Linked DNA regions of Triticum aestivum: region 2 is linked to region 1. A link is a contact called in public Hi-C data. All regions are on one chromosome and are shown on one strand. Each heading gives the region's core, a stretch centred on a gene start, on an enhancer-like site or on the middle of the called end of the contact. The rest is flanking DNA. Distances are from core to core; before and after follow the strand shown. Region 1 has its middle 27 kb from the start of LOC123187679. Region 2 holds the start of LOC123187680 (EEF1A lysine methyltransferase 4).

What was found. A called contact is a pair of places that touch in the nucleus more often than the background predicts.
Region 2: a Hi-C map of leaf shows a contact between it and region 1, with 2.8 times the contacts expected there. The contact joins the promoter of LOC123187680 here to the enhancer-like site in region 1. A contact is called at or near these places in 2 of 5 Hi-C or Micro-C datasets (both in leaf).

The regions. Positions count from the first base shown.
Region 1 is chr2A:85,124,832-85,129,659 of IWGSC CS RefSeq v2.1, reverse strand. No RefSeq gene overlaps it. Among protein-coding and RNA genes, the nearest start is that of LOC123187679, 27 kb to the left of the region's middle. Within about 2 kb of position 1,884, at least 1 of the 8 cell types and tissues checked has an H3K27ac peak or open chromatin away from gene starts, as enhancers often do. A contact at or near this core is called in leaf, where this site is marked.
Region 2 is chr2A:85,158,899-85,163,726 of IWGSC CS RefSeq v2.1, reverse strand. It overlaps LOC123187680 (EEF1A lysine methyltransferase 4), which reads left to right and starts at 2,177. Exons shown (of 8, transcript XM_044599599.1): 1 at 2,177-2,523; 2 at 3,478-3,591; 3 at 3,670-3,738; 4 at 3,839-3,858; 5 at 3,937-3,989; 6 at 4,101-4,131; 7 at 4,226-4,307; 8 at 4,685-4,828. The coding sequence starts at 2,268.

The DNA.
Region 1 (4,828 bases), core at 635-3,134:
GCAGGTCCCCTCCGAGCCGTTGTTTGATCAGCGAGCGTAGTTTTAGGTTTTCGGCTAGATTAGGTTTCTCTTTCTGTTTTTCTTTATTTTTCTTTTTTACTTTCTACTTTTATCCTTTTGAATTTGAATTTGATCCGATGATCAAAATTGATCCAAATCTTTCGGAAAAAAAAAATCTAAAGAGGGTCAATAAATATTTGAGGCTTAGGAATTTTATATTTCAGCCCAAATACAAATTTTGCCACCCTATTTTGGGATCTAGATTAATTCTCCAGAATTATTTATGGTTTGAATAAATTCTAATATTAAACTTAGGGTTTCAAATCATATTTGGGATTAAGGAAAATTATTTTGCAACTCATAATATTATATAAATGTCACACACATTTTTTAAGCTCAATTTTGGCATATAGATCCTTGAAATTTATTTTAGGATTCTCAATAATTATAAAATGTTTTGAGTCATAATTCGGAATCAAATCAGTGAACTCCAAGTCAAACTTAGCTATGATCAAGCAACTACAAGTAATCTTTAATTAACCCTAATTTAATTATTTACATTCCAGAATTGGCAAAATTTTGGGATGTGACACCTCAGTGTTAAGGATGCATGGGAGGAGCGGTACCCCATCTACACCTCAGCCGTCCACCCCGGTGAAATCTTCAAGCACACCACTACCAGGCAAGGGGTAAAGTCCGAGAGGGTCTGTGTAGTGTGGCTCCTTTACAAGGAGAAACTAGCGGATTTGGCCGGTGAAGAGACAACACCTGGAGATGGTGACATTCATCGAGACGAATCGCATCATGTTGGGCCTCCCCCCCTCGAAAATGCCGTTCCCGACCTCGGTGACGACGAGCAGTATTGGGACGGAGACATAGCGGGGAGCAACGAGTGCTTCTCCCAAAGCGTAGAAAGTCGCCAGTTTACTAAAAAAAATGTCGCTTATCGACTTTCCTTTCCCTATGTAACCACTTTGCAATGGAATGCTTATCTCAAATTAGTGTTTTATCCCTCAAATTGAGTATGTAGATGTTTGAGTTGTTGCAAAAGGGAAAACGAAAAAAATATATGAAGGGCACATATAGTAACTCTGTATTTGTGCACAACCCATAGCGTAGCAGATAATACCTCCGTTTGTAAATCTAAGTTTTTTTTATAGAGATTTCAATATGGACTACATATGCTACATATGAAGCAAAACTAATGAATCTATACTCTAAAATACGTCTACGACATCCATATGTAGTCTTTATTAAAATGTCTAAGAAAACTTATATTTAGAAACTCGGAGGGAGCATGAAGCATGTTATATGGCGACTGTCGATACGGTTGATTCTGCCACAGTTGCTTTAACATGATGGGTAGTAGTATTATTCCTGCGGAAATCAAAACCAAACATGGAATTTGTTACAGAACGGCCACTGAAACCCTGTCATGTAGCACTGGTGCGAGACGCACGGTGCGTGCGCCCTGCTCGTCGACACGCCATGACCGGCTGGAGACGCTCGACTGGATGCCAGACGCTGATTCCGCCGCCACCCCGTACGTGGTGCCGTGGTCCACAGAGCGCTCGGTCGAGCGACTTTTGGTGCACCCGGCACGGCATGCATCATGGCGACGACGTGGTGTTCAATACGGTCGTCCCATGTGAATGTGATCATCCACAGGGTTCGCACTCAAGGCGAACTAGCCGGCCTACTGCTGCCCAGTTCAGACGCGGGAGCAAGTGCTGGGCGTGACCGGTGGCGGTGACCCGGGGTCGTCCGTCCGTCGTCGTTGCTAGTGCCGGGCGGTCCCGGGGTCGTCCGTCGTCGTCACCAGTGCTGGGCGGCGCGGCCTCGACCCTGACGCGACGTCCCGATCCGGTCACCGTCGCCGTGGGCGTCAACACGCCGTATATGATTGCTGCGTGGACACCAATTGGCCCCGAGAGTTAATAATGGTGCGCATACGCTGACCGGGCTAGCCCAAAAGGCGATTATTGCACGTTCGGCCGTGACAGACAGCACGGTAAGCATAGGGCCTGTGGCTATAAGGTGTGCCGAGTGAGCTATGGATTACTCTAGGTCTAGGAAATGATCGGTAGACTGTGGCAGGATGGGGCATGTTGCGTCAATCTTCTTCTAAAGGCACCACTAGCTCAATGTTAGCTCTACATATTAGACTCACGTTGCATCGCGGGAAAAAAAGGTGCGAAATGGAATTTAAAAAACCATTTGACCTTTTTTGTGTGTTTAAAATCAGAGGAAGATATGTTGGAATTTAGAGAGAGAAAGAGACCTCCACAAACTAGAGAGGAGTTTACAAAAAAAAAACACGCGAACTTTCAAAAATAAGAGGATGAAACTTTCAGAAAGTCTTGGCGAATGCATCAACTACAAATCCATAAGCCTACACCATGACTACACCATGACTTTCAACTAAAATCCATCGGAAAAAGATATCAAATCATGAAATCATCCCATTTGCCTACCTCCTCGGGCGAGCGACGGGCGGTGCCCATATAGGAATAGTAATAAGTAGTGCAACATAGCATAAACCCATGGCTACAAGATTCAACAAATAAGCAAACATGATATGATAGGGATATGGAATCTTCTTTCGATGTGTCAATTAGGCGAATAGATGATGGTAGTCTTTCTGTGACATGATTTGCTTGTCTGTTTTTTCTCCATATTTTTCTTCTTTGCTGCAATAATTGGACTATGTTGAGCTGTTTGATTATCTTCATGCAAAGTCCTAGAAATCAATAAAATTCTTGTTCCAAAGGTAAATACATGGAGCATGTAATTTAAAATAAACTAAATACTATATAAAATTTTAAAAATAACATAAGATTCTAGAAATACATATGCATGTTCTCTAAGTATCTGCATTTTTTCATTAAACAATACGATAATTTGCATACTACACAAAAAGACAAAATCTGCCCAAATATAGCACAAAAACATATTTAGAGAGAGAAAGAGACCAACTAGAGAGGAGTTTAAAAAAAATCAGTGAACTTTCGAAAATAAGAGGATGAAACTTCCAGAAAGTCTTGGTGAATGCATAACTACAAATCCATAAGCCTACACCATGACTACACCACGACTTTCAACTAAAATCCATCAGAAAAAGAAACCAAACCTTGAAATCATCCCATTTGCCTACCTCCTTGGGCAAGCGACGGGCGGTAGCCATTGGAATAGTAACAAGTAGTGCAACATAACATAAACCCATGGCTACAAGGTTCAACAAATAAGCAAACTTGATATGATATGATATGATTACATGATGGCAGTCTTTCTGTGACATGATTTGCCTGTTTGTTTCTTCTCCATATTTTTCTTCTTTGCTGCAATAATTGGACTACGTTGAGCTGTTTGCATTATCTTCATGGGAAGTCCTGGAAATCAATAAAATTCTTGTTTCCAAAGATAAATACAGGGAGCATGTCAATTAAGATAAACGAAATACTATTTAAAACTTTTAAAATATCAGAAGATTCTAGAAAATACATATGCATGTTCTCTAAGTATCTGCATTTTTTCATTAAATAATACGATAATTTACACACTACACAAAAAAGACAAAATCTGCCCCAATATAGCAAAAAAAAAACATCTTTTTCTTATTTTTGTACACCACGTACGAGCACATATGTTACTGAAATTTCGTATATATATACTATACATGTGTTATGTGTATACTTTTAAAGTTTCGATGATAAAAATAACGTGCTCTGTGCGAAAGCACTTCCTGGCCATTACTCACATTTACCCTAACTCCTATTTGGCGCCGGCTGTAACAGTTACAATGCTTTCGGTAAAAGGCGGGCATACCCTCCTTTTAATACATTTTGAATGGGCCCGCCACCATCTTAAGCACGAGCGGAAAGCTTGCTTCCAGAAGCTTCCTAGCCCAATTTTGGGGAGCTTCTGGAAGTTTCCAGTAGGTTTTTCTTTTTTCAGGTTTGTGGACGGTTTTTATTAAGTTTTTTCCCTTTTTATTTTCTTTTTTATTGTTCCTTTTTCTTGTTTAAAATGCGTGAATTGGTTTCAAATTCAAAACTTTCTTCAATTTTTAGAATATTTTCATGAACTTTTTTTATCATTTTTTTGTTTTTTGTGTGAAAGTTTTTCCTTAAATTCGTGAACTTTTGTTGACACACGAACAAGTCACGTGTACCCTCAACGCCGGGGGTGATGCACCGCAGCTCACGTCGAAGGAGACCCGACCGACAGCGCGATACGCAAGACAGTCGACGGACGCTTTTGCAGACCCGAAAACCCCACACCCCCGGGAGGGACCCCGTCAGGGAGTGCGGCGGCTATGGGCTGCCCTAGGTTGATTCGCTCGCCCCTAGAGCCTCGGGATTCGCAGCTCTCAAACACGAAGAACAACGAAGAATGAGAGAGAAAAACGGTGGAGAGATAAAACACAGATGAAAAAGTAGTATATTGATTTGTTCGATTGTGTGTTGTTCAATCGGCGATCACCCCCAACATATATAAGAGGCGGCCGGACTTTCCGTACAAACAAAGAATTCATCTAGGCTTTCCTTACAAAAAATTACATCAATTCACGTCCTAGAGTCCTAGTTCTATTCCAACTCGGATTCAGTCTGAATCTGGCCCAACTTCTGTCTTCCTCCTTGCGCAGGCCGCCGAGCTTGCATATGACCTCCGATCAAGACGGCCCAAATATGAAACTTGTGCGCCTCGACGAGACGAACAATCTTTATGTTGAACACTTTTCCAAATAAGACCATCTTGAATATTCTACGAAGCCATCTTTAATATCCAGTCGGACTCGGTCATGTAACGGACTGGATTGTCCGAGTCT
Region 2 (4,828 bases), core at 928-3,427, 34 kb before region 1:
ACTGAATAAAACGACCAAAGTGAGTCGGCCCACCACGTGCCTCACTAAGCGCCTCACTGCAGGTGTTTGCACTGCGCCTCACGGACACGGTGAGGGTTTGTGACAAATAGGCAGTGCGAACATTTAAGAACTCATTGTAGCAAAATCTCTATTTTTTATAAATATTTCTTAAAATTCTGAATAGTTTTTGACAAATGCAAAAAATGAAAAATGAGAACAATTAAGTTTTGAATAAAATGTTAATATCTGAACAGTTTTTAAAGCTAACATTTTTTGAAGGTATGAACATTTGTTTTCAAATATGAACATTATTTTTAAAATTCCAGAATATTTTTTGCATTGTAATTTTTTCTAAAATCGTTTTGAAAAGGGACAATTTTTAAAATTCTGATTTTTTTTAAAACGCAAACATTTTTTGAAAAAGCTCACACAAATTTTGAAAACAGTAACATTGTTTGAATTTATGGACAAATTTTGAAATAAGAACGTTTATGAAATTTATGAGTATTTTTTGTAAAAAGAAAAAGAAACTTGAAAATAAGGAAAAATTAAACTGAAAAAGGAGAAAAAGAAAAGGCTAAAACAGTTTCAAGAACCTTCTAGAAGGTTACCAACACTAGTCAGGAGTCGGATTCACCGCTTGCCCGCTCGCGCTTAAATGTGTCGGCCTAGTTCGGTGCTCGCTTGCTTCGGCTCTATGCGGAAGGTCGACAAAACAACACACTGAGCGTCGTATAGGAAACACGGTGTGAACTAAGTCCACGCGTGATTGAGGGGTAATCCAACGTCCGAAATCGCACAAAACCTTGCGGCGGTTGTTTGAGCCGATTCTGCCGCCGCAAGCGTTCTCTTGCACCCGGCACATCTCTGCCCTATCCCTACACACATGACCTTGCTGCCAAGTGCGAGCTCTGTGCATCATCTGTTTCAGGTAATATTATTACTCGACACCTTTCTTGGTGCCTGATGCGGGGGGACGGGGGATTCTCTCTCACTCTCACATTTTTACTAGTTTTTTTCCTTCTAACTATCTCTGCTGATATCGCTGCCATTTGCCAGGAAGCTGGCATGCATGCTATCCGCAAGAATCGATATGTTATCCTTCCAAAGGACTTCGAGAAGGGTTACCGAACGAACGTCAATAAGCCTGAAACAGACTTTGACTTCTACAAATGAGGCAACTAAGTGTTAAAAAGAGAATGCTTTGTTTTCAATCAAGTCCTCTGTATATGCTAGTACTAATGTAAATTGTAACCCTACATGTTGCTTAAAAAAAATTGTCAGGACAGATTTTGTTGGCATGTTCTTTAAATACTCCGGCCTCCCCTCTCTCGAAATCCCCACTCTACCACAAGAGTGTCGCCGGGCCGCACGCCGCACCAGTGCACCACCTCCAACTCCATCATTGCCGTGAGATCGCCGACACGTTTCCGACGAGCTCAACCACCCATTCAAACCAGCCGCCACCACCATTGCCCTCCACGACAACCGACGCATCTCCTCGACATCATCCGCACGCCCAACGATCACTGGGCGTTGATTTCATCGAGACCCGAGCCTCGCCACCACCGCCGACACCATGCGTCTCAATTGCATCGTGTTCGCTAATGCTTACTCCAAGTCTCACCATTATCATTCAAATCATGAATATGAGTGGTATAAATACTTCCTACGTGTAAAAACAACAATAATAAACTTTTTTACGGAAGAAAAACGACGTGCAGTCGCTGCCGAGTACTCCCTCCGTTCGGAAATACTTGTCATCAAAATGGATAAAAGGAGATGTATCTAGACGTATTTTAGTTTTAGATACATCTTTTTTTGTTCATTTTGATGACAAGTATTTCCGGACGGATGGAGTAGACATTAACACGGCCGAACATCACCGATTTTTTTTATTTTTTTTGAAGTGAACATCACCGATTTAACCAACGCGACCCATGTGAAGCAAATGCGGAAGAAAATTCAAGCCACAAAATCGCGGCAACAGCCACCGAAAACGAGGCCATCGGAAAAGTCAGCAAAATGAGAAGGAAACGGAGAAAATTCGAGATGCAATTGGGGAAAAGAAAATGCGAATCGGCTGGCGACGACGGCGACGTGTGGAGTGGTGGCGGCTGGTCCCAAGCTCGGGCACACCGGTACCGATGCCGATGCTCCTCCCACTCCCCCCAGCCCAGCTCACCTAATACGCTCTCCCTTCTCTCTATCCACCCCCACCTCGCTCGACTCGCTCGCCCGCCCGCGCCTCCCGCCGTCTCCGGGCGATGTCGTCGTCGTCGCCGCCGCTGTCGCCTCGCGGGGCGGAGGAGGGGGAGGAGGATGGGGGCACCGGGAGCGGCGGCGGCGTTGGCGGCGGCACGGTGTTCAGCTACGGGGAGGCGGGGTACTGGGACGCGCGCTACGTGGAGGAGGGCGGCGCGCCCTACGACTGGTACCAGCGCTACGCCGCGCTGCGCCCCTTCGTCCGCCGCTTCGTGCCGCCGGCCTCGCGCCTCCTCATGATCGGCTGCGGCTCCGCTCGTACGTCCTCCCCCCTCCCTCTTCCGCTCTCCTCCAGTCCTCCTCACAGCTCCGTAGAGACTGTGCTCGAACTGAAGCAGCCAGCGTGTTGGTTGTGCTCGTCGTGGCGGTGCTCGCGCATTCGTCCGTCTCTCGTTTCCGGAAGTAGAAGTTTCCTTTCCTTTTCCTCTCCTCCTTTTCAGGTTCGGTTCAAATAGGTGCTTGATTGTGATTCGTGAATGGGGGTGATTGGCACGGACCAGCGAGTGAGCGATCGATCTTTTGGATTAGATGCTTGCACAGAGCACGGTCAGCGTCTGTTGGGGTCGAAATTTGCTGTCACGGCAATAGTTTCCGGATAGCTCCTCGGCTAGGTGTATCTATTATATAACAACATGGCAATCAGATAATGTCATTCTATCAGTCCACACTCCACAGGCTGATATATATCACTTCCAGTAATCTGATAATTGTACTCTGGATGGGATAATGTGCTATAGTGCTACAGTTAGGCAACCTGTGAATTGATAGGGTTGTGATGTTGATGCCACACAAAATCAGTGGGGCATGCACAGTGTGTAAGTTAATTTTTCAGAGGGACTATGGAACCACACATCTGAATTCTGAAACCAGCACAGCTCTGTATGATAATCCAAACCAAAACCAACCTTGGCTCCACTTGCTGCCCAGTAACTCAAAGTTGCTCTGGGCTTTTAGTATCGTGGTGAGACTATATGTGCTGCATCGACGCGTTAAATGCATGGCAGCACATTTGAACGTTGTGTCCTATTGTGTTACATTAGTCATAGTTTCGTCACAGATATTTCAGTGCTTATGCACACACACTAGGGGTTGGGTTTTGCACCCTTGATAGGCTGATCTGGATAGAGTTTAGGATGCATTCTAAATCTAGGCTCGATTATTACACTCCCTGTGCTAATTTTAAATTTTCTCCCCATGCTCTGCTGTTCGTAGTTATGTCAGAGGATATGGCCGCTGATGGCTACATGGAGATAATAAACATTGACATTTCTTCGGTTTTGATTGAGATGATGAGGAAGAAGTACTTCAATCTCCCACAGCTACAATGTATCCTTTAATATTTTACATTCCCTCTTTGTCCGGGAAGTGCAATCTAGTTTCTGTTGATTTCCTTATGAGCTGTAGACATGCAAATGGATGTTAGAGATATGAGTAAATTCTCTGACGAATCATTTGATTGTGCCATTGATAAAGGTGTGAGTTTCTTCATGCTACAGTGGCTTTCTAATAAGTATTGAGTCTATTGACAACACTTTGCTTAATACCGTTTGTTCTTTCTGTACATTTCCTAAAGGTACTTTGGACTCTTTGATGGTAAGTAGGTAATATTCTGTCATTGTGTCTTTTCCATATTTTGGTACTACTTCAACATCGCGGTCTTGTTGCTTCCAGTGTGGTGTGGAGGCTCCTCTCAGCGCAGCTCAGATGGTCCTGGAAGTGGACAGGTTCTTAATACTTTCACCCCCATTGAAGCATCACTGACAACCTCATGTACACCAATATATTGTTAAGTTCAGCATTCCTGCATTCTTATCAGTGGTATCTTCTGATTGTAGGCTACTTAAACCAGGGGGAGTCTTTATGTTGGTACGCGGTTTGGATAAGTTTCTTTGTAGTGCAGACATAATATGTCATTTCCTGCCACTGATTATAACGATCATTTTTGTTTCTGAACTGCTAGATAACTTATGGTGATCCATCAGCGCGAATTCCTCACTTGAACCAACCAGTATGCAGTTGGAAAATTGTACTGTACATTCTGCGTACGTATTACTATTATGTCAATTCGCAGATACGTTCAATTTTGGTCCGCAATGTTAAAAACTATTCCTGCTTAATAAAAATAGAATCTCTGTTTGCTTGCTCATGAATAGGGTTTGCCCCATGTTTTGTGTAAATTTGAGCTTTAACTTGTGTAGTCAACACCATTGAATTCACAGTAGTGTACTCCCTCTGTCCGGAAGTACTTGTCATCAAAATGGATAAAAGGGGTTGTATCTAGACATATTTTAGTTCTAGATACATCTCTTTTTACCCATTTTGATGACAAGTATTTTCGGACGGAGGGAGTAGTTCATAAGAACTTTACTTATAAGATTAAAACAGAACTGTAGCATGATCATTTTTTAATGCATTGCAGCAAGACCTGGATTCAAGGGAAACATAAGAAGATCTGTCTTCGACCCTGTTCCACTGACTGAGAGTGGTAGATTGCCTGAGGGCTTTGTTCTGGAGGATCCTGACTCTCATTATATTTATGTCTGCAAAAAGGGCCAAGAATTAA